2 separate regions of the Rattus norvegicus genome follow, and region 2 is linked to region 1. Evidence: chromatin contacts called from public Hi-C data. All regions are on one chromosome and are shown on one strand. Each heading gives the region's core, a stretch centred on a gene start, on an enhancer-like site or on the middle of the called end of the contact. The rest is flanking DNA. Distances are from core to core; before and after follow the strand shown.

Region 1 (5,438 bases), core at 1,950-4,449:
ATAGGAATATATATATTTTTAATGGATGGGTGACCTTGACTCTGCTCAAGCACAAAGCTGTGGGCTTCTCCGAGCACAGCCAGCTCTGCAGCACCTCTCACCTGTCAGAGAATAAAAATAAAAACATTGTCATGGAGCATTGTTCCCGGATTACCATCAGCTTTGATGGTTGGTGGCTCCCCAGGGCTGGGGCTTTACTTTAGCATGCAGAGAGCTGCCAGGCAGGATGACAATATTTCACTCTGGATACCTCTTTCAACACTCTTCACCTGAATAAAATGTGGGTGCCCGCGCCAACGGGAGGATTTGGGCAAATGCAGCAGAGCCCCACACAGCCATGAGGTGACATTCCTTCTGTTATTGTCCTCCACAAGTGGCACATTAAAAAGGTGGAAGGCAGAGGATACAGCTCCCCAAATCACTACGTTGTCAAGCAGAAAATACCAGGGACTCTTGGCGATGAAGGCAGAGGCCAGAGGCTAGTATTTGTGAACTGCTCCTCCATGGTGACAGCTGGTGCCACAGACCAGGTGGGCTCCTCCCTCGCACATCCAGCCACCTCCCCCATTGTTCCAAGGTCGGGGACATCAAAGATGGCTCGGGACCCACATTCTGCAGCTTCCCCTGGAGAGCTGAGCCATCCTGTGGGCATGAGCGAGTTTTTCCTTTGAAGAGATGCTCCCAGCTGCTCAGGGCGTCACATTTGCCATGACAAAAGAATGGAAGCCTTGGAGGAGTCTCGGCTGTCCTTCTCATTCCGTTCTCTCCTGTGCAAGACCCCACTGTCGCCATGAACTTCCAAATTCCTTCCTAATGCTCTGTCATCTCACTTGGGCCCTTGGTGAGAATAGGTTCTACACAGAATAAGTGGATTCCCAAATGGGACTGTCACTGTGTACCAGGTGTGGACACTCAGTGTCCCTAGACCGTGTGATTCTAGGACCACCATTTGCCCACATGTGAGAGGGAGGTGGGCCGGTGAGCCTCCTTGCTGCTGGTAGCCCTGAGCTTGCTCCTTGGTAGGAGAGCTGTGTTTGTTCCGGAGCCCGCAGGCTCAGTCAAGCCACTGCCAAGTTCAGAAGCAGCAGCTAGAGAAGAGCTGACCTCTAACTCTCCCTGGCCAGGTGAAGTCTGAGGGAATCTACGTCCTGGTCAGGACGGCTGCAATCCCTGCTGAGTTTTTTCCATGTCCTCTTTCAGGAGAAATGCACAGTGTTTTCTTTTAGGGGCCAGAGAAGTGTTTTTCAGTGCTTCTTGGCAGCAGACACTGCGGCTCTTTGGCTCCCTGGGGCCTTAGCAAATGGAAGGAGGGAGGAGCTGATGGGCCTGCTGGCCACAGCTTCCCCCTTGAGGGAAGAAGCTGTTTGTAGCCTCCCGTGTCCCCAGTTACCCCTGCTTCCCCCACAGAGCCCACTGCTTCAGGCCCTGGGGCACTGGACAGTCGTTTATGTACAGGGAAATTTCCCTATAGTGTGGTGGCTCCTGCCAGCCCCAGCTGCAGGGTTAACTCCAAAGATAAAATGGAAGGTACTTTTCCTGCCGCCCCCGATGCTGGGAATGGAGCTTAAAGCTTCTCTCACAGAGAAGTAGCCAGCTGTCAAACCCTTCTTAATTCATGACTTCTTTTTGTTTTGAGACAGGGTCTTGTTATATAGCCCAGGCTAGCCTTGGACTTGTGGCAGTCCTCCTGCCTCAGCCTCCCAAATGCTGGGATGAGAGGTGTGCACTGTCAGATCTGGCTTCACTTTTCCTAAATGAGGAGAGCAAACAGCCTGCACAGAGCTATCTGTGAGAGTGATCTGGGAAGCTTCTTTAAAAAAATAGCAGCATCTTGGCTCCATTCCAGAGCAATTAATTCAGAATCTCTAGGGTGAGGGAAGAGCATTACTATTTTTAAAAAACTCACTTATGTGCCTCCAGTGAAGTACAACTAAGTCCCACAGCCATTCCGCGGCGGTGCCAACTCGGGTTATAATGACCTTCTGTGTGTTAGCGTGGAGGCCAGTGTGGGCTGGTTCGGTCATACAGAAAGGGCACTGGGAAAATGTAGCATCCAGTTGTTGACCACCAGCTGCTGTCTGTCCGTGGCTAGCCATCCAGTGCAGATGTGGCCAGACCCTGCTTGGTGCTGCCATACTTCTGTGTGCTCGACAAGATGACCAGTTTAAGTGAGCAGAGCAGGTCACTGGGCTGCATGTGAGCACGGAGAGCCGTGCTCTCCAGAGGTGGACCAGAAGACCGTGGTTGTTTCTATTCTTCTAAGATTAATTTTTATTAGCACATTAATTATGCCTACTCATGAAGCACCATGTAAGATTTCAATACATGACTGGCACATCTTAGGAAACACAGTCCCATATTCAGTGTAGCCCAGGCTGGCCTATAGCTATGGTCCTCCTGCCTTATCCTTCTGAGTGCTACACTGACGTGTGTGTCGCACACCATACTCTGCCAGAACCTGCATTTTAAGTGAGAGCTACACGGGTACTCTGTAAACTCCATGTTGGCAGTCTTGCACTGACGGGACCTTCTCAAAGGAGCCTCTGCTTTACTGAGGGAAGCTGCTTATCCCTAAAGGGTCTGGTGATTACCCACCATCCTGGACTTCCCGCTGTCTTAATCCCTTCTAGTCTCTTGGAGAGTTCACCCCTCATTCTCCCTGGGATGTGTCCTGCCAGTTCTGAGCCTTTCTTTTCTTTCCCTGTGAGTTTCAGGATTGGCTTACCAAGTTCTAAGCTGGGATTTTGGTTTAAGATGTGTGCTGATGGTGTGGACTAAAGGAATACACTTGCTTGAGGGAATTTTCCAAGACCTTGGAGATTCAAGCCTGGTCTGTGGGCCCTCGGGAAGCTCAGCCTTTCTGTCAACAGTCAGCATCAGTGACTCACTCTGGGTTACTGGTCGGCAACTAGACTGTACCAACATTTTCTTTCCAGGGCTTATATCTGACAGGTCCCTGGAAAGTCTGCTGGGCTGAACTCAGTGGCCCCCAGTGTGCATGATTTCAGGCTGCCCATTTTGTCCCCAACTCCTCATGGGTGCCCCAACTTCTGGTCAGGGCCCCCAGCTCAGTGCCTGGGAGTGGGGATCTTTGAGTTACCCAGAGAAAATCCGTCTTACTCAGACTCCATTGTCTTACTCAGACTCCATTGCTTTGGAATGGAAATCTTTTGTGATGTGCCAGTGGCTGCCTGGCTTCACTTGGCCCTCACAAGCACGCATCAGGTGGCAGATTCCTCCCGGGGATGTGTTCATTGTTCTCTGAGTTCCGCCTCCTGGCCGCTTAGAATTGTTTCCTACCATGTCCAGGCCACAGGGGCAGCGCTCTTTTTCTGTCTCTGTGGTCACTTAAATTCCTCCAAGAGCTCAGCTTCCATCACCTCTAATCATCTCTGGAGGACTTGTCCTTTGTTCTTGGATTAAGCCCCGACAGCTGTCGCTCTCCAGAGCCAAACTTCACACAGGGCCAGGACCACGCCACAATTCGTCAGCCCGGGGGTGGGGGTGGGGGTGTCGATGTGTTTCAACCAAGTCCTGGACAAAGTTTGCACAGAGCAGCGGTCAGCAAACTCAGAGATGACAGGAGACTGGCCTCAGAGGCCAGGTGGTTTCTGCTGGACTGAATGTCCATGTTGGGGAAGAGAAAGGGTCCGGACGGAGGCAGCCTTGCTCTCCCACAGAGCTGGTGTTTTCTCTTGAGTTGGCAGGGAGCCGGGTGTCTGCCAGCTCAGGGGCTACTTGCCCTTCTGTGGTGCTCGTCCCTCTGAGTGAGAGCCACTGCCATGAACAGCACATCTGGTCTCTACGTTGAACACCTTCCTGTGTGAGGAAACAATCTAGGTGTCAAAGACACATTTTGAAAATACCCCTTGCTCCTACACTCTATCCCAGGTGGCAGGTGGGGTTGGCACACGGGACTGTCTTGTCACTAGCCATTGTCCAAAAGGTTCAAGGGAAAAGGGAAAACTTTGGCTTGGGGACCGGTTGGCGGACTGGGGTGGATATTTTTAGTTGGATGAGCCTTTGGTCATCAGGGACCCAAGCAAGAATACTTTCACCGACAAAACTAAGCTGAGTGACACCTGAGTGCTGGCTGCTCCCAAAGGACTCCCAGGATGTTGGTTGACATTGAATTGGATAGTTGATGGTCTCCGGGCCCACACATGTCAAAGAGAAGGGCCTCGTGTCTGTAGGCCTTCTGAGAGGTCCCTTGGGTTCTCCAGGAGTCTCTCTGGATGCTGGGTGGTCTTCTTTCCCATTCAGAAGCTATGGGGTTAAATGGCTCCAGGGCTGCTTTACACCCTGTACTACCCACCAGCTTCCCTAGCCTGCCGTCACATCCATGATTACACGTGCTCATGGGATCTCACTCAGACTCAATACATACATACATACATACATACATACATACATACATACACACACACATACGTTCTCAGTCTCACATGCTCACACATTCAAACATGCTCACGCCATATGTTCAGCTGTGTACCATTCATGCTCACATAGCCTCACATCTCCACACACGCATGTGCTCATGTCTTACACACCCTCTCCCCATGCTTCTGTTCACACATGCATGCTCACACACACAGTCACTCTCCTGCTCATGCTCATACTCATGCACACGCAACCCCATGCCTTATGCTAACCCTCACACACATCGCTCCAGCTTGTGACTTTTTGCAACGGTCATCTCTTTTCTGACCCAGGTGTGTGTTGCTGCTTTCTGGCTGCAGCCTCCTCTGCCTCCCTGCGTAGCGAAGCCCCACACTTCATCTTCCAGGTCCCTGCAGCATTCCCCAGACCCTCCACTGGAGTTGGCTATGATCCCAATGCCTGAAGCCCGTGGTCTTGCCTGTCCACAGGCCTGTGTGATCTTAGAAGCAGGTCCCACATCCTTGCCCAGCTCACCAGGGTACCCAGGGCCATCACCAGTCTCTGTTGGTGTGCGCACCACCAAATGTCAAGGGTGCTGCCACACAACCAGGGTCTCAACGCACCAACTGTTAGTTCAGTCATTCCGGTGCCCTCTGCAGTCAGTCAGGCGTAGGTTTCCCTGGCTCTCCCATGAGGAAGATTTAATAGCAATGCATTTTGGATTTTTTTTTTTTTTGGCTCTTCATTTAAAAGTAATTTCAAGGTTAGGAGTGGTGGCACACAGCTCTAATCCCAGTACTCAAGAGCCAGAGACAGATCTCTTTTTTTGTTTGTTTGTTTGTTTTTCAAGACCGGTTTCTCCATGTATCCCTGGCTGTCCTGGAGTTCTCTTCCTCTCTCACTCTGTAGACCAGGCTGTCCTCAAGCTCATAGAGGGATTAAAGGCCACCACACACCTGATGATATCCCTGAATTCCAGGCCAGCCTGGTCTACGATACAAGTTCCAGTATGGCCAGGGCTATAGAAGGAGACCTTGGCTCATAAAAACAAAATAAAT
Region 2 (5,438 bases), core at 938-3,437, 64 kb after region 1:
CTCTTAAAGTTAAAAAGAAGAAAAGGCAGTGATTGTAATTAACAGCCCACACATGAAAACTGGTATATAGATAAAAAGAGCCACATTTTTCTCAGCAAATCTTTGAGGGAACCTATCCCGAATTTCTAGTATTTTATGTTGTCTAATATGATCAAATAGAACCTATAGTAATTGTTCATTCCACCTTGCTTAAAACTTACCAAATTCCTTGTGCCATCTGGAGCAGCAAGGTGACACTGAATATAGGAGTTGAACACCTGAACTGCGTGCTGTGTGAAAAACCCTTTATGGAAATGCTTGTCATCTTGGACCAAAGTTAGCCAGGACTCCAGCAACTTATCATATGCTTCCATGTACACCATGTCGTCCTTATCAAGCTATAAGAAAGAGGATTCATTAAACAAGGATCAAGAGAGATAAAATGGGCATTGGAAGCAGCTATGTACAAAGGCAATTTTAACAATGCTTTTAAGAGAAAAGTATTTCCAATTATTAAGCATTTATTAAACCTTCTAAAATTTCCCTAATTTCAAAAGAAACAATTCTTGGCAACATGGAATTTATGTTTATTTTAAAAGACTGTTTAGTGCTTTGTGGAAAGTACATTTTTAAATAAAAGTAGTATTAGACTTTTGAAAAGCTAAAAAATAGACTATATAACATTATAATGTAAGTATAATTCTTATACATTTGTTTTTCTTGTACTGGGATAAAATCTGAGACTTCGCATATGCTAGGTAAGTACTCTATCACTGGGCCACAAACTCCAAGTCCAACATTTTCAAGTAACTTTTAAAATTAGTAAAAGAGCAAACTGACCTAATCAGATACCTAATTGTTACAGATATTACTTAACAAAAAGTAGTTTATTTTAATAAAAAAGGACAGATAATTTCATATAGTAAGAAATGATATACTCAAGAAACATAATAGCCACTGACTCTACTCATAACATTAGAAAATATAGAGTAATCAAGTAGCTTAAGAATGTAAATATGAATAACTGTTTCTTGTCATTAAGTAAGGTTTTTCCTATAAAGGAGGATATATGACATACTTTAAAAAAGAAAGAAAGAAAAAGAGTGACCAGGTAAGAAAGCAAGAAGAAGCCACGCCTCTCCTCACCCAACTGAGTCTCTCACCCCATCTGCTGGGAAAGAAAGAAAGAAAGAGAGAGAGAGAGAGAGAGAGAGAGAGAGAGAGAGAGAGAGGGAGGGAGGGAGGAAGGAAGGAAGAAAGAAAGAAAGAAAGAAAGAAAGAAAGAAATCACTGTACTTAAAAAGCTGCAAAGAGCAGGAATTTGGATGTGCTGAAACCACAGGAAAGAATGCAACTGAGAAGATCCGGCCCTCACACAGAGTAAGATGAAAGGCAAGGAACTATCCAGATGGCCTCAGGCCTACAGAGATCAAGTTTCCTCTTAACTGTATCAAGAAACTACTGTAGGAGCTGCAGAGATGGCTCAGCGGTGAAGAGCCCTGACTATGCTTCCAGAGGTCCTGAGTTCAAATCCCAGCAACTACATGGTGGCTCACAACCATCTGTAATGAGATCCGACACCCTCTTCTGGTGTGTCTGAAGACGGCTACAGTGTACTCACGTACATTAAATAAATAAATATTAAAAGAATAAAGTAGTGTAATATTCATGACAGTATGTTCAACAAAAGCACACAACACGGGGCTGGGGATTTAGCTCAGTGGTAGAGCGCTTACCTAGGAAGCGCAAGGCCCTGGGTTCAGTCCCCAGCTCCAAAAAAAAAGAATCAAAAAAAAAAAAGAATCAAAAAAAAAAAAAAAAAAAAAAAAGCACACAACACAGGTTTTTTTGGTTTTTTTGTTTGTTTTTTAAAGAAAACCATACTGCCTGTACTGTGCAATATGGCAGTGGCTCAGGTGAATATGATCAAAGTATGTTACATACACATGTGAAAATTTTTCTTTACAGTTAATATACACTGTTTTTTAAAAAGTCAAGAAAGTCAAAAACACAGATGAAAATCAAAATATGTTGGTTATAAACAATGGGAAAGAAAGCTCTGTTCCTTCTATAATTTCCTTAAATCTGCATAGCTAATTGTTGGAATCCTGAGGTGACTAGGATGCTTTCTTCCCACAGAAGCATCTGTGGCTTGTTTATATACTTAACAAGGCGTGTGCTTTGCAGACATCATTTGTCAAGTCTTAACAGTTTATCTTGCCAAAATAAACAGACTGGTAACATATCTAACAGGATTTAGGAGTAGCATCCTCTGATCTAGTCTCAAAAAGAAACACACAGGACATTTTAAAGACCTACTATCATTTTTCTAAGTACATATTTAAGACATGAATCAAAATGTAAAAAGCCCCTTTTAAAAAGTTAAAGCCTTTTAACTTTCGTAATTAAAGGAGTTCTCCATAATGCCTCCGTTAAACCCTGATATTAGAATGCTCTCAACTAGAACACACACACAAGACCTTGCACATTGAATGGTGACTTAAAGACTGAGCTTCTTGGGAAAAACAAACCTCTGGTTCCCTCTGTGCACATAAAGTAACTCATCAGGCAAGTGTGAGAAATGTGGTTGATGACAATTGGCAACTGATCTTCCAGTCTAATCCCAGAGATGTGAAACCTAAGCTTGTGCTTTTTCATAACACCTTGGCTCTGCTCCATGGCCACGCGGGCCCAGATCCAGCAGGCTGCTGGCAGCATGTGGACAGATGACTAAGGAGACCAATCTAGACACTATGTGCTCATGCTCTGGGCACTGTCAGGCCTAGTGCCACAAGGGCTTTGCAAAGGGGCTTAGAGCTTATGGGACCTACTTGACCCCACTTCACTGCATTTGAATATGGAGAGGGGAGTGATTAGCAGCACTTCTGTCTCGGCCTATAACTAGCCTGACGATGTAGAGAAGTGTGAAGATGAGGAGCTTCAGACAGGAAAAAAGGGACAGTTAAACTTTAATAATTCTGAGTATATAATCCCCCAAATAGTGAAATGACAGGAATCTACTCTGGTTCCTGCCTGATAATGAATATAATGTCAGTGACATCATTCTATAATTCCAAGTACAGGATATTCTGGGAAGGGAAGGTTGCAGACATGGTGAGAGCAGTATGCCTTGTCACGGGGGTGCTCACATTTAAATTCCATCATTTGGGAGGCAGGGGCAGAGAGAGAAGGGGGAAGAGGAGAGAGGAAGGAGGAGAGAAGAGGGAAGAAAGGAGAATAGAGGAGAAGGGAAGGGAGAATGGAACAGAAAGGGGTAGGGGGAAAAAGAAAAAAGGAAGGAGGGAAAAAGATGTTATCACCCAGTAGTTTCCATAATCTGGTGTAGAAGAACAAACAGGCGAAGCACACAGAATTTTTACTGTGTCAATACTCTACAGGGTAAGATAAAGGTTATTACGCATTTGTCCAAATCCAAAGCATTTATACAATCAGGAGGCTGGATGTGGTGGCAAACACCTTGAACCTGGCACTTGGGAAGCAAAGACAGAAGCAGGTGGATCTCTGTGAGCTCTAGGCCAGCCTGGTGGACATAGCAAGTTCCAGGACAGTCAAGACTACATAGACACTGTCTAGTGATGATGGTGATGGTGATGGTGATGATGATTATGATGATGATGATGACGACGACAAGAACAACTAATCTAGACCATCAGAAATGAGCCCTGTGGACCCCATGGACTCTTGAGTGACAACCATGAATCAACGCAGGTGTAGCAATAACACAGACACCACTCTAATACAGGCTCGATGGGGCAGATGATGATTAGGGAAAAGTGTATGAGATCATTCTGTGTTTTCACTGTGACCCTAGAAATGCATTATTATAGTCTTTACATTGCTACCTACCTATGTAAATAGATATTTTGAAAGTGGACAAATATACTAACTTGCTTGTAGTTACAACTGTGCTTATTATCTGCAAACAACTCTAAATCTGTCCCTAATAATGATACCATCCACAACCCATCCCCTGTGCTTTCCCCCCACAGTGAGCAAATAACCAATGCCAATTCCAGCTCTTCCCATGAAGTCAGAAAGCGCTTTCTTCTCCTTAGAGAGAGGCTCTCACTATGAAGCCTTGTAGGCTGCACCGGAGCTTGTTATGTAGCTCAGGCTGGCCCAGATTTCACAGACATTTTCTATCCCTCACTCCTGGGGACTAGTACTTGCCCACCTAGGAAACGTTTTCTATTGAATACCAAACGTCAGCTTTGCAAGTAATTTTTAAATTACTTTACAAATAATAACTAATAGTCTTTAAGATGTACAGTTATAAGTTTTCCTCCAAATATTCTTCTATAATTATCATTATTTTGGGAAAGAAATAGTCTTTCAACATGGAAAGCTTAAACAATATTCCTGTGTCTCATTTCAGCTTTTCCTACAAGAAAAGAAATGCAAGCATGATGAGTGGACAGGGGCTACAATATCCTCAGCGTGTGCCCTGTTCAGCTATCAGAATCACAAGGGAGGGAGGCCTCTCAGCTAATCACGCACAACAAAAGGTCAAGCCACACCAAAACACCATCATCTCCCAGAGTCAACTATTGCTGTCTGTTTTCTACTTCAAAGCCCACTTTAAGAAAAAAAAAAAAGTCCCTTTTATGAGATTCTATCTCATTGAGCACAGGGTTGCTCAAATAGGCATTTTCACACAAGAAGGAAGCCAGGAAAGGTAGCACACATCTGTTATGTCAGCACTCAGGGGTAGAGGCAGACAGGAAACACAGAATGAGACCCAGACTCTAAAAAACCCACCCACCACAAAACAAAATGGGGGTGGGAGTGGGGCATCACAAAGAACTGTTAGCCTGATTTTGGAAAGAAGGAAACATACTTAATGAAGTTGAAAAGGTCTCCCAACAGCCCGAGCTTATGACCACTCAGCCGGTGACCACTGTCTCCCTTCAGATGTATCTTCAGCTTCCTAAGCTGCTTACTTACATACTCGATTTTTCCAGAATTTCCTTAAAGGATTCTCAGTTCTCCATCTCAGTACAACAACTATGCATTAGCTAGTATCCGGTAGCCAAGAAATCAAAAGATGGCCTATATAAGTAAGAAGATCCAATCTGCTTTGGCTGAATTTGTTTGTGACCTTAAGCTATTAGCTGAACATTCTCCAATATGCATAAGATGATAAAACATGAACATTTAACTGCCTTTTAAGGAAATCCACTTAGCATTCATGCAAGTCACATGACAGGGACAACCCCCCAAACTCCTACTTGCCCAGGCCTGCTTAATGTGGCTTCCACAGTTAATGCAAAGCTTCAGACAACTTTTCTCTTTCTGTCCTATATAATTGGTAGCCAGTTGCCCTTAAAATTAACTGTTAAAAATAAACAGATAAACTGAGAGAATTAAAAGACATAAACAGCTGTTTTCTTCAATGAAACTTATTAGGTATAGTCTAACTTTGAGCACAGCATGCCTTC

Evidence for each region. Hi-C and Micro-C count contacts between places; a contact is called where the count stands out from the background.
Region 2: a Hi-C map of the A7r5 cell line shows a contact between it and region 1, with 2.9 times the contacts expected there. The contact joins two enhancer-like sites. A contact is called at or near these places in 5 of 12 Hi-C or Micro-C datasets (the A7r5 cell line, Schwann cells, frontal cortex and 2 more).

What each region holds. Positions count from the first base shown.
Region 1 is chr15:35,795,397-35,800,834 of GRCr8, forward strand. All of the region lies in intron 2 of Il17d (interleukin 17D), which reads left to right. Among named protein-coding and RNA genes, the nearest start is that of Il17d, 11 kb to the left of the region's middle. Within about 2 kb of position 3,200, at least 38 of the 93 cell types and tissues checked have an H3K27ac peak or open chromatin away from gene starts, as enhancers often do. A contact at or near this core is called in the A7r5 cell line, where this site is marked.
Region 2 is chr15:35,860,149-35,865,586 of GRCr8, forward strand. It overlaps Xpo4 (exportin 4), which reads right to left. Exons shown (of 23, transcript NM_001395629.1): 10 at 201-377. Among named protein-coding and RNA genes, the nearest start is that of Eef1akmt1, 36 kb to the left of the region's middle. Within about 2 kb of position 2,188, at least 36 of the 93 cell types and tissues checked have an H3K27ac peak or open chromatin away from gene starts, as enhancers often do. A contact at or near this core is called in the A7r5 cell line, where this site is marked.